Regions from separate parts of the Mus musculus genome. Here region 2 is linked to region 1. The links are chromatin contacts, called in public HiChIP or PLAC-seq maps. All regions are on one chromosome and are shown on one strand. The core of a region is the stretch at or near the end of the contact, and the rest is flanking DNA. Distances in the headings are between cores, read along the strand shown. Region 1 overlaps Cdh23 (cadherin 23 (otocadherin)). Region 2 overlaps Slc29a3 (solute carrier family 29 (nucleoside transporters), member 3).

Region 1 (5,405 bases), core at 1,003-3,502:
AAGCCTCCTGGGCAAAGTGTAGCCTGCACAAAGCCGCCAGCATCCCTAAAGAGGCTGAGTTCGTGCAAACTGGACTGCGCCTTCACCTCCCCTAGGAGGGATAAGGGGAACTGGAGTGTGGAGGGAGGCCTGGAGTCTGGCCCGGCTGCTCGATTTCATTCACCGTTCCCAGCTACGTTGTCTCACTGGAGGCACCGGGCTGTGGAGGGAGAAGTCGAGTGCTTTTCAATTTCACGCCAGGTATCAGTGGCCAGGCCCTGGCTGGTCTTATCTCCCTGGCTTCCTGCCCAGGTGGGGGTCCGCTGAGCTCAGCTTCGCTGTAAAGACCACAGCGAGGCTACCTCTAGAGCAGGACTTATGGTCAATGGAGACTGAAGCACTCTGGCATCGACAGGCAGGTGGGATGTGAGGCCAGGGTCCTGCTGTAGGAGGCGGTGGGCTTGGGGCTGACGATCTCTATACATATTATGCCACTGAAGATAGTGGTTCAAGCGCCAATCAGGGTCACGGTGAGCCGTGACTTTTAGGGTGGAAGATGCTTAGCAACAATCTTTACTTTCTTTATTTCCCCCACGTGAGGAAGCAGATGCTCTGGAAAAAGCAGATGTCCCAGAGAAATATGTGACAGAACTGAATCTAGCTCCAGCTGTGGGGCCGAGATCCCAGGATGCCCCTCAGTAAGCAAGGTCAACTGTGTATCTCTACACAACTACATAGAACACTCCAGAGGGTCTCCACCTGCTGAGAGACCGCAGCTACAGCATCCCTCCCTGCTGCAGGGAGGTAAGATGCTTCCCTCCGATGGCCTCGGTTTTCTTATCTGGAGAATGGAAGCAGGAAGAGTATCAAGTACAAAAAAACATCCTTAGGATCCTCTACAGATCAAATCAGGGGCCAGGGAGAGATGGCTCAGCAGGTAAAAGTCCTCGATGCGCAAGCCTCATGACCTAGGACCTGTGCTGGAGAGAGAGAACAGACTCCTGCAAGTCATTATCTGATTTCCACACTGTGGTATGCACATGGCTGTGTGTTTAACTCACTCTCACATTCACTCAAACACACAGACTGGCAGGCAGGCAGACAGACAGACTGGATAGATAAAAATCAAAGTATTAGGGGGTGAACAATCTATGGTTGAGGCTGGACTTGGCCCACACAGCCTGTGTTTGTGCACGTCACCAACGTTTCCACGCGTGTGTTGGGGGGGGAGGGAATCTGGAGATAGTATTTCATAGCTCATGGAAATTGCATAAGATCCGAGCTCAGCATCTGTGGCCTAGCCATGCTCATGCATCTTTCAGGTGTGCCCAATCCTGTGATGCTGACATCTGTCATCTCTGAACATTTCCAAAGTTCATGTTCCAGACCCATGCAGTCTAATCACCATAAATAGATAGATAGATAGATAGATAGATAGATAGATAAAAATTATCATCATGTTTTAGTAAGCTTTACAGTTAAACATTTGTGTCACATTTATTGTCATCCTTGGTCACATGGCCTGTATCCAGTGTGTGTGTCCCAGGCTGGACTTACCTGTATATATACCATCTATAATTGCTTTTGTGTGGCCAGGAAGCTTAATGGTTGCAACAGAGACCCTAGGAGAATTCTAACTACTTACTAGGCGGTGCTTTGTAGAAGGTGTCCACTAGCCCGTAAGCTGGGTCCAGGTTCCAAGCCCCAACAGGGAGCACAATGAAAAAGAACAGCTGTGGGATGACTTTCTTTACATGCGAATGCGAGACGCAGGAAAAGATGCAGGGTTCCACCTACATGCCCACAGGGGTGCCTCAATATCTGTAGTGAACAGACTTCCCTTTCAACATCTCCCCACTGTGTCCAGCTTCAGAGCTGGGGTGGGGGTGGGGGTCTAAGCTTGCCTTGCCAGAGTCTCTGCTCCTACAGGTCCACGGGGCTCCCTGCCCAGCTGGCTGGGGCTTGAGCGAGCATGTTGTCGATAAGCGGGTGTCTGCGTGGCTGGAGGAGAGGAATCAGAGCGGGTAATTGCCGCGTGAAGATGACAGCGCAGCGATTTATCCACCCCAAACCAGGCTCCCGCATACCAAGAGGCAACCTGCAGCTGAGAATCGATACCGCCCCAGAGGAGGGATTATTAGGGACAGAAGGGGGCTGGAAGGATCCATATGAACCTGATGGCTGTCTATTTCGAAAGAGGCTACAAGCTGCATGAGAAGCATGCGCTCTCGGGAGTGTTTGCTCTGCCAGGGAAAGCCAGGCTGGCGGAAGCTGTGGGGCCCTCTCTAAAACCCACTTCCTGAAACCCAAGGACTGGAGAGGTAACGAAGGTCTCAAGAGTCAGGCTAAGGGACAGAAACGGCAATGGGAACCCAGGAGGGAGTCGTCTTTCTAAGGCCCGACATAGAACCTTGTTGGAGTCCCAGCTCCATCTCAGTTCTCTGTAGGATGGGAAGTTACCGAGCATTGTGAGGCCACTAGCCCGGGGGGATGCTGGGAATTCCCAGGTTAGGGCCACAGCCAGCAGTGGCTGGAGAAGGGAATGGGGATTTTCAATTCTGAAAGTCTTCCCTGTCTCATTTGGGACTTTCTCTCTTGTCATTTTCCAAAGCAGTTTGGGAAAGGTTGAAATGGGGAGACCACTGCCCCAGTATCTTCTGGGGAGATGAGTATACAACTTCTTGGGATAGTGGGGGCCAGATAGGCTCATCCACAAGAGTCTATGTGTAGTCATATGTGGGGGATCCCAGCTGCCATCACTCTCCAAGGACCATGGATGCTGGGATGGAGTGCACACTCTGTGACTAAAATCTAGAAAGCACAGACACATTTTGTGCCACAAAATGAAGAAAAGAGCTGCCATCTGCTCTCCTCTGACTTGGTGGGTTCTCCCAGTGCAGCCCCAGGAGCCCAGAGGCCTAGAAAAATATGCACTCTGGTCTTTGAGAGAGCCCCAGGCCTTGCACTTTACCCTAACAACTGGAGGCATCTCTCTACGACTTGACTCTGAGGTTGTGAGAGCTCCCCAGTGCTCAGTGAGTGGCCAGTCCCAGGCTACCCTCTCAAGACTCCCAGGTTCCCAGAAAAAAAAGAGGCCCATGGTTTCAACTAGGATCCTGGCAGAAAAAGTGTTAAGAAGCCATGGATGCTTGCTCTTCTGCTAGGTGCATCCCACCCTCCGGGAGTAGAGAAGGAAGGAAAAGGTGAGCAGAGATGGAGAAGGAGAAAAGGCTGGAGGAAAAGAGACAAAGAAGAGGGGTCAGAGAACAGGGTAAATGGAAGAAGAGGAGGAAGAGAGGTCACATGGAGAGAGGAGGGGGGAGGAGGAGGAGGAGGAGGAGAGGCAGGGGGAGGGATGAAGGCGGAGGGCCTGGGAACTTGAACTCAGGCTTGGAGTGTGTCTATCAGTTGCCACAAGGGCAGGGAAGTGGGTGCTGAGCCACAGAGCATGGCTTGCTTGGCTTGGAAGTGACACCCTGGTTTTTAGGAGGGTTGCTTCCTTGCTTGGAGAGACCTGGGTTCCAAGTTGCCGGTAGGCTGGGCTCGAAAGTAAGCCAGTTTTGCCCTAGAGCCCCCAGAGTACATCAGTGTGTTTACTCTGATAGCCTAGCTGGGATGTCACAAAGAGGACCAGACTGTAGTGTGCTGTCTGTAGGTCAAGGTCATTCATTTGCCCTGCTAGCTGGGAAGGGAGTCAGAGCATCAAGCAGGTAGGGAGACAACATGGGGAGAGACCTCACCAGTGACCTGGGGCTTAGGTCCTGACTGGCAGGGTCAGGTACTGGGATCTCCCTAGATCACCCAGAGACAAGCAACCCATCTTCTCAGGGTTACACAGCCCAGGGCTTTTGATCTTAGATTCCAATGTGTTGCTCAGTTCTGATTCTGCTCTTGACAAATGGGAGACTCAGTAGGTCCCCTCCTCTACCTCACTTTCCCCATTGTAGTCCAGCTACAAGAGTCTGTGCCCTGCCAGCCTCCCCGGGCTTCGGTGAGGCTTTAGTATAGTGGGACAGCCACCGTTTGTTGGTGCGCTTCAGAAACACAAATGTACTTTTGTAAAGAAAAGCAAACACAAGCTGAGAAGACTGACTGCCAACTCCTGTGAGCTAACGTCGCCCACCCCCACCAAGCAGGGAGTTTTTGTAGCTGCCTGTCATTTGCTAGAAAGCATTCCCTTTGCCATCAGACCACCCCAATGCCCTCACCTAGTATACTGTGTTGCTAAAATCAGATTAATTCAAGATTCAAAAAGAAACAACCGTACTGAACAAGACAGGAGCCCAAGGTTGGGGTGGGGGGTGAAACAACTTTGGGGCCAGTACCTCACCAATCATGATGCATCCCTGAATGTCAACTGTCTCCTGTCTGGGCTTCAGTTTCCCTAGACATTATATGCATGGTGAGTGAGGGGATTAGGGGTCAAGGTTCTGGGATTCTCTGGTTATGATCTAAGCAGAGATGTTTCCCAGCACCATCACCTTCCCTGTCAGCCCCTCGGGAAGACTGGTGGCAAGCTATTAGAACCTTCTGGAAGACCAGCGGCAAGCTATTAGAACCTTCTCTAAGACCAAGGGCATGCTACTAGAACCTTCTGGAGGGTGTGGCAAATCTGCAGCTTAGAGTTCACATTCTGTCCATTTGGAAAAAAAAAGACTCCCTCATCACTTCCTCCCTGAGCAACACATCCTGTAGCGACCTCATAGGGAAAGCACGTGAGTGAGTGGTACAGCCAGGCCGTTTTCTTTCCTGAGCTGTGCAACAGTGACCTTGACTGTGGGCCTTAGTTGCTCCTGTTTGGAAATGGGATCAGGGCCAGGGACAAAGCTGAGTGTTCCACCGCCCGTGAGAGAACCCGGGGATAATGAACCCATGAATTTCTTGAACACCTACTTTGTATGTGGCTCCCATAACTGTCCACGGGCTTGAATTCCAGCTCTGCTATAGACCAGGGAATGCTCTAATTGGCATGTGTGTGCATAGAAAGTGGTAGGTGTCTTCCTGAGTCACTCTCCTATCTTAGTTTTTTGAGACAGGGATCCTTCACTGAACCTGGAGCTCAATCATTTGACTAGACTGGAGACAAGTGCATCCTAGAATTCCTCCTGTCTGCTGTTCCAGTGCTGGGAATACAAGCATCCATCTCTCAACCTGGCTCCTTTATGGGTGCTGGGTATTGAACTCAGGTCCTCAAGCTTGTTTGACAAGCACTTTGCCAAATAAGCTATCTTCCCAGCCTGGGGAGTTGCTTCTTGGCCTCAGTCTCCTTGTTATTATGCCATAATGAGACCCCCTCCATCTCAAGCATTGGGACATAAGAAGTCAGGACAGGGGGTGGTCACAGCATGGCCCTCTATGGACCTTGATATTGCTTGTGTAGGATTCTAGGAAGAAGCCGATGCAAGACAAGGACACCTTCACCTGGA
Region 2 (5,405 bases), core at 744-3,243, 170 kb after region 1:
ACCATAGGTCCCTAAGGATGGGGAGGCCCAATCAAATGGTTCCCTCAGCCCTGGAAACCTTGACCCCTTGGGCTATCTTGGGCTATGAAGATAGCCCAAGGTCAACATGAACTGAGACTAAATCTGTTCTCCAAAGAGCAAGGCTTCCCTAGCCTCTGTCCCTGTCCATACTTTATAGTTCCTTCCAGACGATCAGCAGAGCTCCCCAGTCTCCTGGAAGGCCCTACTTTCCCTGTCTGCATGGAGGCAGGAGCACTTCTTCTTCCCTCCCCACCAGAAGGGGAGCACTCCTTCTTCCCTCCCCATCACTGTCTCTCTTCCCTCTGCTGCCGAGCCATTGCACAAGACCGCCTGACTCCCAATTTCTGTTGGCTGGCTCTTCCTTCTCTGTGGGTCAAGAGCTTTAAAAAAAAAAAAAAAAAAAAAAAAAAAAAAAAAAAAGCCAGGCGTGGTGGCCGCACACCTTTAATCCCAGCACTCGGGAGGCAGAGGCAGGTGGATTTCTGAGTTCGAGGCCAGCCTGGTCTACAAAGTGAGTTCCAGGACAGCCAGGGCTATACAGAGAAACCCTGTCTCGAAAAACCAAAAAAAAAAAAAAAAAAAAAAAAAAAAAAGGTACTTTGACCTCACTGCCCCCCTCCCCGCCAGCTCTTTACTTCCTTTTTCTTAGCACTCCTAGAAAGCCTTGGCTCTGTCCTCCCTGTAGGGAGCTCTGCCTGCCTTCTTCCCAAGCTGCCATGGGAAACTGTTCCTGCATGGGGTCCCAGCCCCCCCCCCCCCCCAGCCAGGTCATCTCTAGCCTCATGCTTCTGACATCATCTGTTACACCTTCCACAGTGAGTCCAGGAGTCCCGCTCTGATCTAGGGTAGCCTTAGGGCCCTGGGGTGAGCCCTGATTTGGAAAGGAAGTCTTGGATCTTCCTTCCTTGAAGGGAGGTAAACTTCATATCCAAAGCATAGGGCACACATTAAAAGAGAGGCTGTGCACACGAGGTGGGGGAGGGGAAGGCAGACCCAGGGGTGCCAAGGGTCCTAAGACCCCAAAGGCTGCAAGATGTTCTTCCCCGGAGCCTTGGTTCCAGCCTCCCAGTTTGACAGGCTGTGGGGTTAGAGAGAAAGACCTGCCCCATCTGGGAGGCATCCACACGCACCTCCCAACCCTGTACAAGCTGATCTGTGCCCAGGCCTGTAGCACCAACACAGGTAGGCTAAAGCCAGTCTGAGGGCCAAGGGTGGCCCTCATCCTTCTGCAAACACAGGGATGTGGTCCCACCTGTCACTCCTGCCTGCGATGGTAGCTTTACTGAGTATCCTGGGGCCCGGCAAGCCTGAAGTATTTGATCTCTGTATCAGGGACCTCACAGGATGATTTTACAGGCTGGCCCTGTCTCATCTCATTTTACACACACATATATACATGGGTGGTATGTGTTCTTATGGGTATTTATGAGTGTGAAGGTCAGAGGGCAATGCCAGGTGTTCATTTTATTTTTGAGTCAGGGTCTCCTGCTGAACCTGGAGGTCACAGATTTGGCTAGACTGGCTGGCAAGCACCCTGGATTCCCTCAAGGCTGCAGTTACACGCACGTACTGCTCATGTGGGATTTTTATGTGTGTACTGGGACTCTGACCTCAGGTCCTCATCTCTCCTGCCCTCATTACTCTTTTTTTGTTTGTTTGTTTGTTTTTGTTTTTCAAAACAAGGTTTCTCTGTATAGTCCTGGCTGGCCTGGAACTCAGAGATCCACCTGCCTCTGCCTTCCGAGTGCTTGGATTAAAGGCGTGCGCCACCACCACCTGGCTAATGTCTTCACTTTTAAAGATGGACACAAAGCTCCTCTTCACTAATAAGAGTAAAACCCACAAACCAAGGCTGGCTCTCCCAAACCATGATCCTCCTGCCTCAGGAGGAGGTATAACACAGCAGTGTGCTTTCTACCCACCCCACTCCACCCCTGCCAAGCTTTCTCTAGGCCCCAGTAGGACAAGCCAACATCTCTCCTGTTCCTCTTTCTATTCCTCCCGCTCCGGAAACAGCCAGCCAAACAGTGGCTGGGGGGTGGGGGGCACAGAAGGAAGGACCAGAGAAAAAGGAGCCTGAGAAACACACACACACACACACACACACACACACACACACACCAGAGACAGTCACTATGAGTGTCCAAGTCTGCTTGTCTCTCTTCTTCCTAAGCCATGGGGACATTGGAAGGTGGCCTTAGAAAACCCCTATAACTCATTTAGCCATGTCTACACAGGGCAGCTTCTATAGACCCTAGGTGGGGCCCATGTATCTGAGGGACAAGGGCCATGCCTGAGACATGGCTGTTCAGGGCCTCTCTGCTAGCCCTGCCAGGTGCTTCCTCCTACACACACAGCGTTTCCATTGTGGCCACAAACTTCTCTGAAGATTCATGTGGTGGTCAGAGCTACAGGTTGTGACCGTATTCAGGTGCACACACATGTGTACACTCATTCACATACACACTCACACACAGACACACACACATACTCATACACACACACACAGACACACACACATACTCATACACAGCAGACACATACTCATACACAGACACATACACACACTCATATAGACACACACACTCACACAGACATACATACACACAAGACATACTCACTCAGACACATACACACACAGACACATTCACACAAACACAGATATAGACACACAGAGAGACACACTCATACACAGACACATTCACACAAACACACATGTAAACACAGAGATACAGACAGACACACACATACACTTCACACAGACACACTCACTCACACACAGACACACAGAGACACACTCATACACTCACGCAAACATGTACAGACACACACACAGACTCACATGGACACACAGAGATATACTCACTCACACATAGACACATAGACACCAACACAGAGAAAGACATACACACACACAAACACACACACACACTCACGCTCACACACCACTGACAATCTAATGGAAACCCAGACCCTCCACTGTCCCTGCAGAACTTTCTCAGCTGAAGACTGCCCTTAGGAGAAGTACTCTGGGGCTGGAGAGACGGCTTAGTGGTTAAGAGCACTGACTGCTCTTCCAGAGGTCCTGAGTTTAATTCCCAGCAACCACGTGGTGGCTCACAACCATCTGTAATGGGGTCCAAAGCCCTCTTCTGGTATCTGAAGAGACCAACAGTATACTCACATATATAAAATAAAACAAATCTTAAAAAAGAAAAGTACTTTGAGTTTGTACAAAGCCTCTAATTGGCTTTGCTCTCCGCTCACTCACAACGATGAACCACATTAAAAAGACATCGACCTCCAGGCGGTGGTGGTGCACGCCTTTAATCCCAGCACTTGGGAGGCAGAGGCAGGTGGATTTCTGAGTTCGAAGCCAGCCTGGTCTAAAAAGTGAGTTCCAGGACAGCCAGGGCTATACAGAGAAACCCTGTCTCGAAAAACCAAAAAAATAAATAAATAAATAAATAAATAAATAAATAAAAAGACATCGACCACTTTGGCCCAGGCTTCTTTCTATCAATCATGCTGGGGAGATTGCCTCTAGAGTCTAAAGATATATGCAAAAGGAAATAACATCAAAGACAGACAGAGAGAGGTGGGGGAGAGGAAGGGATGGATGGGCCTGAGCGGCCAGCCGTACAGATGGAGCCCAGGATGGTAAGCAGGTGGGAAGAGATAAAAAAGGGAGGGAGAGCTGCAGAGGGGGCCAGAGCTGTGACTGACAGCTTCACAGGAAGCAGAACAAAAGGGGGAGGGGCGTCACAGGTGGGGGAGGGGCATCACAGTGGGGGAGGGGCATCACAGGTGTTAGACACTGGGAACCATGCTGGCTGGACTGTGGTTAGTGACAGAGGGTAGACAGGGGAACTTACAAAATGACTCAGTTTTGGTTCTGGGTTTTCACAAATGGCTTACAGCAGCCATCCACGCAGGCCGAGCAATGGGTAGCTGGCATGGAGTGGGGCAGCTGACCCTTACGCCTGATGGCCACCTACCCGAACTCTATGGCCAATATCTAGAGTCCCTAGCAGCCTCCTGACCACTGCTATCTCCTTTTGAGAAGTGGCCGGGCTCAGGCAGGTGCCTTAGTTCTCTTTGGAGTGTGTGAAGGGTGAGGGATAGCTAGGATTTGATTTTTTAAAAAGTTCATGACCCAACAGACTATCCCTCTTCCATTTGAGAAGAAATCTATGTCAAGAAATCTGTCTCTCTCTAGGACAGTCGTGTCTCTATACTGGGAACAGTCATCTTGCAGCTCTGGTCCCCCTGACAGCTGGCCACATCTGCACCTTGGGAGGCGAGTCTGAAGGATAGGGCTAGGAGCTAAGTATTCAACAGGTACCCTACCTAACACGAATGTGGGCTGCAGCCCTGTTCATCTGAGCAGCCACCAGCAGGTTCCTCACACATACCCACGCCAACTGTGAGAAGAGGACACATGGTCCTCACTCCTTACAATGACAGGAGGCGTTTACATTATAGGCCACAGCCTGTGACTGGCTAGGAAGCAATGGAATGGATTCAGGCCAGAGTTCCATCTTACCCTATTTTCTGTTTGCCACCTGCCTTTCTTACTGTGGTGGTTTGTATATGTTTGGCCCAGGGAGTGGCACTATTGGAAGGTTTGGCCTTGTTGGAGTAGGTGTGGCCTTGTTGGAGTAGGTGTGGCCTTGTGAGAGTAGGTGTGGCCTTGTTGTAGTAAGTGTGTCACTGTGGGCGTGAGATTTAAGTTCTTTCTCCCAGCTGCCTGGAAGTCAGTCTTCTCCTGTTTGCCTTCTGAACAAGATGTAGAACTCTCAGCTCCTTCCTCACCATGCCTGCCTGGATGCTGCCATGCTTCCTGCCATGATGATAGTGGACTGAACCTCTGAACCTGTAAGCCAGCCCCAATTAAATGTTTGCCTTTATAAAAGTTGCCTTGGTCATGCATGGTATCTGTTCACAGCGGTAAAACCCTAAGATACTTAACAATGTACCATTTTCTGGGGCCCTCTCCTCTGGCCTCCCTTTTTTTCTCTTTAAATTTTTTAAAAAATGTATTTATATTGAGAGAGAGAGCCACATGCATTCCACAGAGGCCAGAAGAGGGCATTGGATCTGCTAGAATTGGACTTACAGATGGTTGTGAGCCACCACATGGGTGCTGGGAATTGAACTTGGGTCCTCTGTAAGAGTACCAAGTGTTCTTAACCTCTGAGCCGTCTCTCCATCAGCCCCAAGGACATAGTCCTGCTCCTGTTAATTTAGTAAACACCCTCCCACCCCCCACCTCAGCAGGCCAGCAGATTGGCTAAGTACCATCTCCACTCCTCAAAGTCCCCAAGGACACTGGCCCAGGGTCAAATCCAAGGGCAGCCTACGTCTATCCTGCCTGGCAGACA

Evidence for each region. HiChIP or PLAC-seq counts read pairs in DNA pulled down with a chosen protein or histone mark.
Region 2: an H3K27ac HiChIP or PLAC-seq map of the HPC-7 cell line shows a contact between it and region 1, with 5 times the contacts expected there. The contact joins two enhancer-like sites. A contact is called at or near these places in 1 of 39 promoter capture datasets (cranial neural crest), 1 of 15 datasets of contacts at CTCF or cohesin (the NIH/3T3 cell line), 1 of 484 Hi-C or Micro-C datasets (nephron progenitors), 4 of 115 datasets of contacts at active chromatin or transcription factors (the HPC-7 cell line, astrocytes, bone marrow-derived macrophages and 1 more) and 2 of 9 other capture datasets (liver and pancreatic islet).

The regions. Positions count from the first base shown.
Region 1 is chr10:60,564,634-60,570,038 of GRCm38.p6, forward strand. All of the region lies in intron 7 of Cdh23 (cadherin 23 (otocadherin)), which reads right to left. Among named protein-coding and RNA genes, the nearest start is that of Gm51803, 120 kb to the right of the region's middle. Within about 2 kb of position 2,253, at least 68 of the 459 cell types and tissues checked have an H3K27ac peak or open chromatin away from gene starts, as enhancers often do. A contact at or near this core is called in the HPC-7 cell line and bone marrow-derived macrophages, where this site is marked.
Region 2 is chr10:60,737,793-60,743,197 of GRCm38.p6, forward strand. All of the region lies in intron 2 of Slc29a3 (solute carrier family 29 (nucleoside transporters), member 3), which reads right to left. Among named protein-coding and RNA genes, the nearest start is that of Slc29a3, 12 kb to the right of the region's middle. Within about 2 kb of position 1,994, at least 80 of the 459 cell types and tissues checked have an H3K27ac peak or open chromatin away from gene starts, as enhancers often do. A contact at or near this core is called in the HPC-7 cell line and bone marrow-derived macrophages, where this site is marked.